3 separate regions of the Mus musculus genome follow, and all the other regions are linked to region 2. A link is a contact called in public promoter capture Hi-C data. All regions are on one chromosome and are shown on one strand. Each heading gives the region's core, a stretch centred on a gene start, on an enhancer-like site or on the middle of the called end of the contact. The rest is flanking DNA. Distances are from core to core; before and after follow the strand shown. Region 1 holds the start of Ddn (dendrin). Region 2 holds the start of Troap (trophinin associated protein). Region 3 holds the start of Rnd1 (Rho family GTPase 1).

Evidence for each region. Promoter capture Hi-C pulls out the DNA fragments that hold promoters and counts their contacts.
Region 1: a contact with region 2 is called in a promoter capture Hi-C map of pre-B cells, with 3 times the contacts expected there. The contact joins the promoter of Ddn here to the promoter of Troap in region 2. A contact is called at or near these places in 8 of 39 promoter capture datasets (embryonic stem cells, liver, pre-B cells and 1 more), 2 of 484 Hi-C or Micro-C datasets (both in embryonic stem cells), 1 of 115 datasets of contacts at active chromatin or transcription factors (embryonic stem cells) and 1 of 9 other capture datasets (liver).
Region 3: a contact with region 2 is called in a promoter capture Hi-C map of neural stem cells. The contact joins the promoter of Rnd1 here to the promoter of Troap in region 2. A contact is called at or near these places in 3 of 39 promoter capture datasets (cranial neural crest, maxillary cranial neural crest and neural stem cells), 1 of 484 Hi-C or Micro-C datasets (B cells) and 1 of 115 datasets of contacts at active chromatin or transcription factors (pancreatic cancer cells).

What each region holds. Positions count from the first base shown.
Region 1 is chr15:98,806,387-98,810,585 of GRCm38.p6, forward strand. It overlaps Ddn (dendrin), which reads right to left and starts at 1,539. Exons shown (of 2, transcript NM_001013741.1): 1 at 1,219-1,539; 2 at 1-814. The coding sequence starts at 1,427. B130046B21Rik (a long non-coding RNA gene) reads left to right here. Exons shown (of 3, transcript XR_003951472.1): 1 at 1-838; 2 at 1,850-1,936; 3 at 2,483-3,994.
Region 2 is chr15:99,073,709-99,078,463 of GRCm38.p6, forward strand. It overlaps Troap (trophinin associated protein), which reads left to right and starts at 1,265. Exons shown (of 14, transcript NM_030159.1): 1 at 1,265-1,384; 2 at 1,642-1,790; 3 at 1,900-2,089; 4 at 3,580-3,737; 5 at 3,821-3,958; 6 at 4,124-4,203; 7 at 4,539-4,615. The coding sequence starts at 1,647. It overlaps Gm34284 (predicted gene, 34284), which reads right to left and starts at 961. Exons shown (of 3, transcript NR_155351.1): 1 at 848-961.
Region 3 is chr15:98,675,309-98,680,001 of GRCm38.p6, forward strand. Rnd1 (Rho family GTPase 1) reads right to left here and starts at 2,153. Exons shown (of 5, transcript NM_172612.3): 1 at 1,922-2,153; 2 at 1,179-1,266. The coding sequence starts at 2,041.

The sequences.
Region 1 (4,199 bases), core at 289-2,788, 270 kb before region 2:
TGGACCGCCAGTCGTTTTGCCTTGGGAATGACTATCGCCAGCACTGTTCAGGCCAGCAGCAACTAGGCCTGAGCTTTTCTCTATAGCCCCTTTGCAAGACTCTGGCCTAGCTCTGGCTGCTGTACAGCCTGGAGCACCTCCTAAGAGTCCCCGTCCCTGTCTGAGACCCCAAGCTCCTAGAACATCCCGGTAGATTCGAGGATCCAGCCTCTTCTTCGTGCGCCCTCCCTCTGTCCTGGTGGTGGCTGGAACTGGGGCTGATGAGGTGGGCGCCCGGGAGAGCTCCGGGCCTCGCTTAGTCCCCAGGGTCCTGTGGGGACCTTCATAAGAAGGTGGAGCCACATAGGGTGGCGGCCGGTCCCAGCGGCGCCTTGGGGCTGTGCCTGCAGAGCCTCTCAACAGCAGGTGAGCCTCGTAGCTAGGGGGCCCTGGCCTTCTGCCTCCCCATGGCCCCGCCCATGCAACCCCTGGGTCACCCTGCGGGAGCACGGATGGTCGGGGCGCTCGCCCCACCTGCCCGAAGCGCTCTGGTCTGGAGAAAACTGGAAACCCTGTAGGTTGGGCTGCCCGAAGGGCGTTCCGGGGCTCTGGGCGGGGCTGACCTAGGGGACTCCGTCGGGCCCCGCCAGCCTTGCGCCTTTTTCTCTCGGTCTCCTTGGCCTCCCGCTCCTGCGACGCCGCCTTTCTTTTCTCTTGTTCCCGGGCTCGGACCTCGGCGGGGGGGCCCGCCCGCCAGTTGGTTGCCTCCTGCAGCACCCTGGAGGCCCAGGGTCGGCGGGGTGGCGGCTCAGGGGATCCCGGGCGCAGCCTACACCTGGGACAATGAGCAGGAACCCAGGTGAGCAGTTTGCGGGGACAGAGAGCCGAGGTCCGGGGAGCTGGGAGCACTGGAGACCACTTGGGGCAGCCATGTGGGAGGGTTCGTGTGAGTGTCTGAGCGAGTGCACGTGCGTATATGTTAGGGCTAAAGTCGAAATGAGACTCCTCGCCATCTCTCCATGCACACTTTAACAGCGACTGCCCCCATCTCACCGCCTGCCACTAGTACTCCTGTCCCCCTAAACAGCGCTCAATGATTCAGGCCCCAGTCCTCGACGAGTGGGGGGAGGGAGGCGCGGGAAAGAGAAGGGAACAGCAGCAATTGCTGGTGCCAGCGGGGAGGTCTGGACCCCACTTCCCGCCCCACCACTTGCTGCCCCTCACCCCTCCTTCACTCACGTGCGGCTCTGGGGCCCACGGGCCCAGTAGCTGGCCTGGATGTCCATGGACTGTCGAGAAGGAGCGCGACGACTATAATGACAGGAAATAGTCTTCACTTCAATCACCAACAGCTTGGACTTCTGCACCCAGAGGCAGCTGCCGGACTCCTCATCCTGGAGCTCCCGGGGGCTGTCGGGCCCCTCGGAGAATAACGGGCCATCCAGCATCCTGCCCCACCCCACCCCGGCCCCCCACCCTCCCACCCGCCCCGTGAGCCCCCTCCCAACCCAGGGAGCCGGCGCCCACTGCAGAGCGGCAGGCCCAGGGACTGGCAACTATATATACCCGGGCACACGTGTGTGCCTGTCTGTGCGTGTGTGAGTGTGTGCTAGCGCGCGAGCGCGCGCGCATGTGACACGCCGCCGTGGACGGCTCCGCGCTGCTTCCTCCCCCATGTGCACGGCCGCCCCCTGGGGCCTGGGATTGGACGCCCCTTCCCACTCACTGCTCAGGTCCCCCAAGCCTAATGGGACCTGCGAGTGGGCGGGGAGAGACTTCTGATTCTTGCCAAGCTTACGGTGCCCTCTCCTCCAGCCCCCATTTCTTCATCCTTCCCGAAGTTTTAACCCTTTGCTTTCCTGCTTGTCAGGTTGCCTGACCACCAGTGCTCTCTCTATTCCTGCCTGCTCGCCCAGACTCCTTTCTCCGACAGGGAGTGGTGAGAACAGAACTCAAGGTCTCTGCCTGCCACTCGCTGCTGGTTTCCATGGGGTTGGGGTGCAAGAGAGGCTGGCCCACAGCTGGGGGGAGCGGGCTATTTTTAGTGTCGGTGGCATTCGGGTGCAGCTGAGATGAGTAACCAGTTCCTAAGCAGTACAGAGAAGAGGTGCCGCTTTCAGGAAGCTTTTGTGCGACTCTGGGGGAGAGCTGCTCCCCCAAGACCTCAGAAAGGTGCACCTGTATGCCTCAGCTTTCTCTGCTGAGGCGGAACTCCATCTATCCTGGCCACCAAACAGCAGGACGACTCCTACTCTAAATATGGGTGTCCTTGGGCACCCACAGAGCCTTCCCTGAGCAGCAGGCTAGCTCCCCTAACCCAGAAGCCAGGATTCTAGGGTTACACAGTTCCGTGCCCACACAGCTCTTCCAAGCCTTATGTGGGGTGCAGATAGAGTGCTTAAATACATTTGTACCCTAACAGAGGGGGATGGACTAGAGTGCTCCTGTGGCACAGCCAAATCCCCTAGCAACAGAAAAGATAAAAGTGGCCTTTCTTTCCTAGGTCGGGGCTCTAGTTCACTTGACTGGCATGGTGTGGTGCAGCTCACCTTTTGGACTCACTCGATTCTGGGGGGTTGCTGCTTGCATCCTCGGGATCCCTCCCCCTATGCCTGTACCAGGTGTCCCCTGATTCACCATGGTAATGTTAGTGGCAGCACAGCCCACGCCAACCTTCCATGCAGAGACTTAGCAACCATGCCTGGCAACCATAGCAGCAGCTCAGGGGAGGGGAGAAGTGTAGGGAGCGGGATGAGAGGGTGGCAATGGCTCCTGAGGAAGAAGGGACCATTTGCTGCTCCTGACTTTAGGAACAGAAGCCTGTGGGCTTGCAAAGTGTGTCTATCCCCATTTTCCTCAGCTGCTTCCCAGGAGCTGAGACTTGGTGGGGTAAATGGGAGAGACAAAAGTTGGTTTTTCATAGAAGTACAAGGAGCATTTGGATACAGAGCCTTCTTTTTAAGGGGACAGGGACCAAAGAATTGTTATAGGTCACACTCATTGAGAAACAGCAAAGTAGAACCTGACCTGTTCTGCTGTCCCTCCCCTGCCACTCCTCAACCCCCACCCCATGCCATGATTCCACCTACCTCCTGGCTGCCCTGAGGATGGCTTGCAGGCACTGCCAGGGCCCAACAGAATCCCACAGCTTTTAAAGTCTTGCCTCCTCCCTGGACAAGTCCTCCTTGATGAAGGAATGTGACACAAGGAGACATTTGTCCTTTCCACCCTCTCCACACACACAAACATGCTCTAATTATAATCATTTGGAGGCCTCCCTCCCCCAAGCTTGGGAATGTGCTGAGAGCAAAGATGTGGATGGAGAGGGGGCCCAAGCACTGAGAGCTGACCTCTAACAAGCGCCCTGATGTGTTCCCTGTGTTCCATCAGAAAGCCCGCTTTGTGAAAACTAGCGTGGCCCAGGTTCTTCTGAAGGCTTGGCAGGAGAAGGGAAAGCCAGGGAATTACTCAGGACCTGCTCCTGGCTTGGATGCTAACCCCTATCGGCAAAGCTGCTGTAGAAGGGAACAGAGCCTGCAGGTCCTCCGTCCGTCAGGTGTTGGGTATCACTCTCAGCACAGATGATAGGTCTGGTGGGTTGACCCCAGCTCTGCTGTTCCTCCATGATGTACCCTCTACCTTAGAGGAAAGGCAAGGGAATTGTGGGTTCAAAAAGACTACCGGCCCAGCATTATCCAAACAACTCAACCTCCACTCAGAAACGCCGATGACATTAGCATCTCTCTGCCCAAAGATTCTCCTCCGTTTGCCACTTTCCAGAGACCTGACATGTTAGGGAAATTTGCATGGGCCTTAGCTAACTATGGTCCAAATAGAGAAAGTAAGGGAGCGTAACTGTGGGAAGTGAGGTGGGAACAAGTCAGCAGAGATGAGAGAGGACAGGAGTCTGGTGTGAAGGTAGGAAGACATGAAACCAGAACCAGACGGTTTCAGTTTAAATGCTAGTTTGTTTTTGTTTTTTTTTTTTAATTATTATTATTATATGTAAGTACACTGTAGCTGTCTTCAGACACTCCAGAAGAGGGCGCCAGATCTCGTTACGGATAGGTGTGAGCCACCATGTGGTTGCTGGGAATTGAACTCAGGACCTTTGGAAGAGCAGTCAGTGCTCTTAACCGCTGAGCCATCTCTCCAGCCCTAAATGCTAGTTTTAATTTTTTTTTTTTTTTTTTTGGTTTTTCCAAGACTGGGTTTCTCTG
Region 2 (4,755 bases), core at 15-2,514:
GTGTCTGAAGACAGCTACAGTGTACTTACATATAATAAAAATAAATTGTTTAACTAAAAGCATATATATTTAAAATAAAACGACTCAAGGGGTTGGGCAAGGAAATTATTTGGAAGACAATCGCTTTTAAAACCAAGCTGAGGGCTGGCGAGATGGCTCAGCGGTTAAGAGCACTGACTGCTCTTCCAAACGTCCTGAGTTCAAATCCCAGCAACCACATGGTGGCTCACAACCATCCGTAATGAGATCTGACGCCCTCTTCTGGTGCATCTGAAGACAGCTACAGTGTACTAATGAATAATAATAAATAAATCTTTTAAAAAAATAAAATAAAACCAAGCTGACTGTCTCTGTGTGCTCTGTTTCATCTGGCTAAACAGCTGAATAGATGCTCAAAGGTATAAAATCCGTAGGTGTGAAAAGAAGTGGCATATGGAAGGGGAGATCCGGAAGCACGCCTATGTTCCTGGCTTGCTGGTCAGCACCCTTTAAACTATGCAGGGAGTGTGCAATCCGAGCTTCCTGAAGCAGGAAGCTGCGAGTTTGAGGCCACTCTCAGGTGGGGTGGGGTGAGACATTGCCCACCCCCATCTCCATCATCTGGCAGCCTCACAGTTGCCTGCCAGTAAGGAGCAGGTGAGCCCTCTCATCCAGACCGGTGGAAGGAAACCTGAAGATGCAGAGATCTCCCCACCCAGGAGGAGCCCTTCAATTCTGATTAACAGAGCTCCAGCCACCCTGGGCCTGACCACATCCCACCAGGGTGTGAGGTCCGAGTGGACACAGGATTTCTTGGCTCCTCGTTCTCGTTGGGCTCCAACAGTTCAGGTACCTCCAGCCCTCTCACCCATTAGGCTCCTATCTCCTGCAAGAAGTGCCCATGGTTCCCAAAACCCGGCCGTGCACTACGTTCAGAGTGTGGTCAACAGTGGTCTCGATGGCCAATCTTTCCCACAATTCCGCGGTCTTCATGAGGGGCCAGCCCTCGGTTGGCTCCAGCTCTCGCGAGAGTACGGTAATGCCCGTTGCAGTCCAGACTGGCCTTCCCGGGCTTCAGAACAGCATCCTCCCTGGCTTTCCGCCCCCATCCTGCCACTCGCGCTCCGTCCTCGGATTGGCCGAGAGAGCTGGTCAGTTGTTCTCCCATCAAGAAAACGTTTCGGCGACTAGTCCTTCTCTGGCCCCGCCTTCGGAGCCTGCGGATTGGGTGGCTCCGTGTGACGTCACGACCCTCCGAGTCACCGGGTACCAGCCAATCAGGAGCTTGGCGTATTTTACAAACCGGGGAAGCAGCAGCAGCCGCAAGCAGAAGCAGAAGCAGAAACCCAAGAAATCGGCGAAAAACCCGAGGAAGTAGAGGTGACCCGGAGGGCCTCCTGGAATGGTGCGGCACGAGGATCTTAGAGGGGAGTCCTGCCGAGGTTCCTAGGGAGGAGAGCAGTTTGGAGCTCCGGGGCGAGATAGCAGACTTAGGGTTTCTGGAAGAGTTGCCAGGAGAGCGGCCTTGCTGCCGGTGCGGGCTTCTAGGCACATGGATTGGGACCAAGGGGAAAGAATCAGGGATATCAGCACCCATGCTTTGAGAAGTGATTTGCTTTGGTCCTCAGTCCTGTCTACCTTCTTCTCTCATCTCCATTATAGCCGCCATGACTACCCTCCAAACCAATAAGGATCCCCATCTCCGAGGTGTATCTCCCAACCCTAGCAAGATTCCAGTACTCTCCCAAAGATGCCAAGATTTTTCCTCAGTCAAGTCGCGCTCTCTGGACCAGGAGAACCAAGATCCGAGGGTAGGAGGGGCTGGACACAAGGAGGCACCTCGAGTCAGCAATGCACCCCCACCCCCCATCCCCACCCCACCCCCGCACTGAATCCCAGCTTTTTCCCCCTTCCCCCTAGACACCAGCACAGAAACCACCGCGCAGTACTCAACGTCAACGTCCACTCACTGACACGGCAGGCCTCAGATCGAAAACCTTGCACCAGACTGAAAAATCACCAAGCTTGAAGACCCTGCGGAACCCTCTGGAGGAACTCAAGCCTAGCTCTGGGGGATCAAATGTGGGGCTTGTGACCCATCCCCAGACAGGTACCTGTTCCAGACCTGGGGGCAGCCTACTTGGCTGAGTGAGAATGGGAGACCCAAAGTGGAGGTCTTGCATACTGCAAGAGACCTGGGTTTTGTCCAGAAACCTCTTTGCTCTGAGAAACCATCACTTTCAGCAAAATGCCATCTTTTGCCTGGCATGGTGGTTCATGCCTCTAATCCCAGCACTTTAGGAGGCAGAGGCAAGTGGTCTCTGTGAATTGGACACCTTTTACCTATTGAACTCCAGGCCTAAACAATTATATTGTATCTAAAAAAAAAAAGACATCTTCTGGGCCTTTTTAGCAACCCTGGGCAAGACAGTCACAGTCATTTGCTCATTGTTATGCTGAGTCTTTATAATCTGTCCATACTTCAGCTTTAATTCTTCCTTTTCAACAATAAATATATATATATATTAAAGATTTATTTATTTATTATATGTAAGTACACTGTAGCTGTCTTCAGACACTCCAGAAGAGGGAGTCAGATCTTGTTCCAGATGGTTGTGAGCTACCATGTGGTTGCTGGGATTTGAACTCCGGACCTTCGGAAGAGCAGTCGGGTGCTCTTAACCACTGAGCCATCTCACCAGCCCATAAATATATATTTTAAAGATCTATTTTTTTTTTTTTGAGACAGGGTTTCTCTGTGTAGCCCTTGCTGTCCTGGAACTCACTTTGTAGACCAGGCTGGCCTCGAACTCAGAAATCCGCCTGCCTCTGCCTCCCAAGTTCTGGGATTAAAGGCATGCGCCACCACGCCCGGCTTAAAGATCTATTTTTTATTTTATGTGAGTCCATGTGAGTGCAGTACCCATGGAGTTCAGAAGAGGACATTGGAATCCCTAGAGCTAAAGTTATAGCTGGCCGTGAGCTGCCATGTGGGTGCTGGAAGTAGAACCCAGGTCTCCCAGAAGAACAGCCAGTGGCTCTTAGCAACTGAGCCATCTCTCTAGCCTCTAAAAAGAGATTGGTTTTAATGATGTGTATGTGTGAGCAGGTGCCTGTGGGGGCCGGAGGCACTGGATTGTCTTAGAGCTGGAGTTCCAGGCCGGCCACCTGACGTAGATGCTAAGAACTGAACACCAGTCAGTCCTGTGCAAGAACAGTAACCGTGTGACTGCTCTTAATCCCCATGGCATCTCTCCAGCCCCCGGTGATGGGTCCTGTATGGCAAAACCGTTGTTTTATGTTATACCCCACTGTTTAGAGCAATAGCTTACATGAAATTCTTCAAACTTTGGTGAGCTTAGGTTCAACCGAATGATCTCCTCCCGTCTCTTAAGACCTTATGTAGTCCAGGCTCTGAGCTCTCTATGAGCTGGTGGCTGGCCTTGAACACCTGGTTCTCCTGCCTCAGTATCCTACATTCTGGTTTTACAGGCGTGCACCGCATAGCCTGGCTTGGATAATGTTTCTTTCGCTCACTGTTACTGGGTATGAGCAGCACCTGTCCCTCGGCCTCCCCTCATCCTGTCTCTTCCCTTGCAGAGGCCATAGGGGCTATAGAGTTTGTGGCTGACCCTGCAGCCCTGGCCACCATCTTGTCAGGTGAGGGAGTGAAGAGCTGTCCCCAGGGGTACCGGTCCAGTCTGGCTCAGAGAGTGCTAGTCCGTGAGAGAAAGGGAGGCACCACCCAGAGGGGCCAGGTAATGAGAAGGAGGTGAGACCAGGCTGGGGTGGACTAAGGGTGATTTTTGAGTCTTGCTGACAGCTTTTATTGGTGGTCCAGAGTGCAAGGTCTTCTGCATACCTGGCTCCCAGAATCCCCACCCATCAAGTGGGTCCTGCCAGGGCTTCCTGCTTCTCAAGACTGGAGGGCCCGGGACTCCGGGACCACACTTTGTCCCCACCCCGGTTAGAGGCTCTGGTGAGTACTCCTGAGGGGCTGACACTCACTGCTTCTTGGGGCAGAGCAGACTTTGGGACAATATCTCAAGATGAACTGCTGGGTTCTGTCGCGAGAGACGGGGTGGTGTTCGTGTCTGGCTCGGGGCTGTTTCTCACTCTGTTTTCCTGTCTTGCCGTGGATCAGAATCCACCTCCAGGCTCCTCTCACTCCTCCACTCGACCCAGCTTACAGGAGCTAAGAAGAGAGACATGTGGCGGCGGCAGGTAAGGAGAGTGTAGATTCCCTTTCGACCCCAGACGGGAAAAAGTCACTGGGCAGGGCCGAGGGTTCAGACTTTGACAGCTGAGCCTTATCTATGACATGGAGGACATGGGGAGCGCTGCGTCATTTGGCTACAGCGTAAACTGACAATAGATGGCTTTTGAGTTCAATTCCTGACCCTTACCACTACTAGCTGTGCAAGCTCACCTTAACCTGCCTGCGTCTTGGCTTCTGCATCCCCATCGGCCAAGTGAGGTTAACACTGGTACTGTTAGAGGCTACTGCGCTGGTGTTTGCAAAGCCCTTAGCTAATGCCCAGCCCTTGCTTGGCACTCAGGGACGGGGACTGTACTGACAGAAGGACCTCAGCAAGCCAAGCCTCAAGACTGCTCCTGAAGACCCCGGTTCAGCCTGGTGAGTTTGTGTGGATGTGGGAACAAAGGAAGGGTGAGTGCCTGCACCAGGAAGGCAAGGGTCAGCAGGCCTCAGGGAGTGGGGTGAAGTAAGGGAGAGGTTGGAGGGAGGTCTGGCTCAGTGGTGGCGTGCTCCTCCAG
Region 3 (4,693 bases), core at 903-3,402, 400 kb before region 2:
CATCACGCAGCCACGCTGCATTCTGGTCCGATCCAGCCAGCACAGCACAGTCCAGGATAACCAGAAACCCTGCCTCCCCTTTCCTGGAACTGCAACGGGGGACCGTGGACCCGCCTGAGGAATTTTGGTTGTGGGGAGAGCGAAAGAAATATCTATCGTTTTCTGTTTTCCCATTCCTTATCCCCGGTCTTCCCAGACCTTACAGTTGGAGAAGCAGCACAGGATCCTTCACAGAAGCTGGGTGGCACATCTACCACACATGCAGGAGAACCTTGGTGCTCTCCAGCTTCCCCAGAAACTCGGGCTGAGCACGTAGAAAATATCCTTTTTGGCAAAGCATGGATTTTTCTTTTCTTTCTCACATGGCTGGCACTTACTCTTTAAGGATGTCTGAGACAGACGGTTAAAAAGAGGGGCTGGGGTAGAGAAAGTGGGAAGGGCTCAGAAGCAAAGCTGAGCTCTAAAGGGCTTGGGAGCGGAGAGTAGGGAAAGCATTGCTTTCTACATTTCCAAAAGATAGACAGGGCATCTCCAACTCACCCCAGCCCAGGGAGAAATGATAAGAACTAGACCCCCATGTGCTCAACTGGACACTAACCCAGTGTGGACATGCCCTACATTTACTGCCCCCCCCCCAAAAAAAAGCATCGATGATGCATCGCTTCATCATCGTCTCTAAGCCGCAGCCTCTGAGTTGCGGCAAGCAGACAGCTTCGGCTTGAGATGCAGGAGAGTGATATTCCCTCCAAAGCCGGCGGGGCGGGAGGGTGGCTCTCTGCCCCGCCACAGCTGCCTCCAGCAGCACCCTCCTACCTCATTTAACTTTGCTCTGGAGAACTAGAGAGAGAGGGAGAGAGGAGGGAGAGGAAGGGAGAGGAGAGAGACAGAGACAGAGGAGACGTCTGGTACTCCCGGGGAGTTCTCAGGGCTCCCTTCACCTCACCATCCAGAGGTGAACTAGACCAGAGACCCAAGTGGCACCCAGGCTTGTTCACTGCCTTCCAGGATCCTCTAAAATCATCAAAGCCCCAACCAAAGAATTTTTTACATTCTTTCCTTCGCTTTCCTGGCAAGCACCTATCTTCAAAGGTGGATTCCCAGCCCCCCCCCCCTTAAAAAAGCAGCAACTGCGGCTAGCCAATGGTGGTAGGATGGGGCATTTGGGGGTACACTCTTACCTGAGGTGTCCCAGAGACTAAGCTCCACTCTCTGTTCCTCTGTCTCCAAACAGGCTGTGTAATTCTCAAACACGGTAGGCACATAGGTCTGCGAGGAGACAGGAAACACTCACACCCCGGCAGCAGCATGCCCTCAGAACCCCACACCAAGCGTTGGCTACACATGCGCCGAGAAACACCAAAGTGTCAGATGGCGAGAAGCCAGAGGAGGGGGAGCCATTGGGGACTGTAGAGGTATTGGCCTTCGCTCCCCAGCCTGGGACAAACCCCCTACATCCTAGCTAGTCTGAGACACATACATTCGCATTTTCCTCACATCTCTAAATGTGTGTCCCATTTTTCAGAGCCACAAGCCAGTTTTAACCTCTGTCTTCTGCCCTCTAGTCCTTTGGCACAGGTGAACAGGCAAAACAGCAGAAGCCTGCGCGGGGGGGGGGGGGGGGGTTGGGGAGGGCACCCTCACAGAGCCTTATAGGAGGGGCAGGCAGGTACTGCGTCAAGAATGAAGCCCAAGCTCTCGGGAGCCTCCAGGTCTCAGGGATGAAGGCAAGTGGGAGGGGATATGATGGGTAAAGAGGTGAGGAGGAGCCGACCGGGCGGCAGAAGTGGGTCAGGTCTCTAGGGAAGCAAGACAGGGCAGTCCTCCAGCCAGAAGGCAAGGCAGGGTGGGGCGGCCTGCGGGTGGTGGAGAGCGCTGTCCCGGACAGGTGGGGGATCGACCCCGGGACGGCAGGGAAGCTCACCTCGGGATAGCAGTCTTTCGCTAGCACCTGTAACATCGCCGTCTTCCCACACTGCACGTCTCCCACCAGGACGAGCTTACACCTGACCACCACTGGCTGCGGTGCCCGTCTCTCCTTCATGGCTGCAGCCTCGGAGGGACGTGGACTCGGGTTCAGGGAGGAGGAGGTCGCGCCTCAAGTGTCCGCACTAGCACACTAGCGCGGGTTCCCTGCCTGCCTGCCTCCGACTGAGGCGGAGGCTCGTAAGGCTCCGCTATAAGTCTCAGACTGATCCAATCACAAGAGGAGGCGGACTCTGTCCAGGCCAATCCCTAAGGTGGGATCCCCTGCTGCAGCCAATAGTAGGAGACTCCGAGTCAGCGCCCTCTTCCTCCCTTCCCTTTCTGTTAAAGCTGCACGGTGGCTTCCTCTTGGAAGGGGATTCCCACGCTTTTTGTGTTGCTGTTAGGAGGTCAGGAGGGGACTGGAAGTAAAACTTAGTGATCTCTGAGTGTCTATGAGTTAGTGTCAAGACCCACAAAGAGCTATAGAATCAGGCTGTCTGTCCCAGGAAGACAGCAGGACCTGCCTAAACTATGGACAGGTGGGTGGCATCTCTCGGGGGAGAGGGTGACTCCTTAATTTTATATAGTTCCTATTCACACTGGTTCCACTTCTGGGATCTCCTAATAGAAGTCTCTGCTGCCCCTCTTTTACAGCCCGACTCCCTTCCTCAGGAATCGCCTTCCCCAAAACAAACCAAGAAAACAAAACAAGACAAACAAAAAATAACTTGACCCAGAGATAGGCAAAGAAAACAAAGGAGGGCGTCTTTCAAGTAGGAACAGGAGAGAGAAAGACCAAACAAGCTGCTTTCTGCCAGCCAGGAGCCAGCTCATGCCAGGCCTGGCAAGCAAGAGTGAAGGTGTTTTGTTCTGTGGCCTGGCTTCAGTGTCCGAGATGAATCCAGGGCAGGTCTAGTTCCAGGCTGATAGCCACGGATTCTGACGCACTGATAGTGTCACCTAGTGAGAGTCCAGCCTGGATGCCAGGGCTGGGCCTCAGGGATTAGAAATTGAAAACCAATCATTGTAGACTGAGATAAACTACAAACTGCCGCCGACTGGCCCTAGCCTGCAAGCCTCCACGGCTTCTGCAGACCCCTCTACTAGACAGAGCTATGGAAGTACACAGCTCATATAAGCCACTGGCCACCAAGGAAGTCCCGTGAGGCCTCCAGAGAATTGGGGGAGGGGCAGTTTAGGGCAAACTTGAGAACAACCTAGGGTTCCCCTTACCCTGTTCTGTTGGTTTGGTTTCTTTCTTTCATTTTATTTTATTTTATTTTATTTTTTTTAGAGAACATCACACTGGAACTTGCCGTATATAGCCCATCTTCTTGCCTCAGGCCTCAGGCCTGAAATTCAGACAGAGAACACCAGCCCTGGCTCACGGTTGTCTTGAGGTCCCTTCTCGAACAACCCCAAGCTTTGCTCATAAGCCAGTCATTGCCACCCACCCAAGACCATTTTCCCTGAAATTAATAAGCACCTTTCAAAGGCTTCACAGGCCCTATGGACAGATCTAGTAAGACAGCCAGGCCCACTATAACGGAGAATGGACGTTATCTGGGAAATGTAGTCCAGCCAGTCTCCCTCTAGTCTACTCTTATGGTTCCCAGCTTCTCTGTAGGCTCACAGGCTGGGCAGGGATCCCCTCCATCCATCCACCCATTACTTCCAGGAATGGAGTCACTGAGGGAACCAGTGGACTATCCAGCGTTTCCTTGAGTGATTATTCCCTCCTCGAGGCTCTCCAGGAGTTTCTTCACCTCATCTTTCCCGACACCTCAGCCTTCACATAAATGACAATCTCTGGAATTCTTCCCCTTTGTCCTTTCCCACCGTCCTGGTGGCTTCCCTGAGCTAAGTGTGATTTGGAAGAGTTCTAGAACAGCTGGAAGACTTGTCTGTCTCAACCTGGATGGAGTCCTTTCCCTCAGCTTGACCGCCCTCGGGATCTGCCCACCCCGACCCTCTGGCTCACCTAACACAGGTCTACAAGTGTCTATAGGGTTCCTTGTGTTCTCTTAACCCTGAATCAGGTTTCCTCCAAGAACAACATGAAAGGGTTCAGCATTCCCTCCATGTTCTTCTCTCCCAGCCTTACACACACACACACACACAGGGAGAGAGAGAGAGAGAGAGAGAGAGAGAGAGAGAGAGAGAGAGAGAGAGAGAGAATATGCTGTAATAGAAATGAAAATATAAGAAGGCAGATTAGAAGCTGCTGAGGGTGATAGGGTTGAAGGGAGACAGGGGGTGATTACAAATCCACCGAATCACACAGTCGAAACTGGGAAACTGTTATAGTATGTTCATTATATCTTCACAGAGCAAAGCTATACCCAGACAGGCATGCTTTTACTCACAGAACTTGAGAAGTACACACATACACACACACACACACACACACACACACACACCCCACCCCCCACACCCACACCCACACAGAGTTTAGTAGATAGAACACAACACTTGCCTCTAAGAATCCAGGCACAGAGCACTGGGCTCACGATCCCTAGGGCTGCTGTAAGCTGGGTATAATGGCTTATGTCTGTAACCCCAGAGCGCAGGAGGTGAGGATGGAGGATCAGGAAGGCCATCTTCAACTACTTCATGAGTTTGAGACCATCCTGGGCTACATGACAGCCTGTCTCAAAAACCAAACAGACCAGGAGTTGGAGAGATGGCTCAGTAGTTAAATAAAGGTACTTTCCACCGATCCTGATGC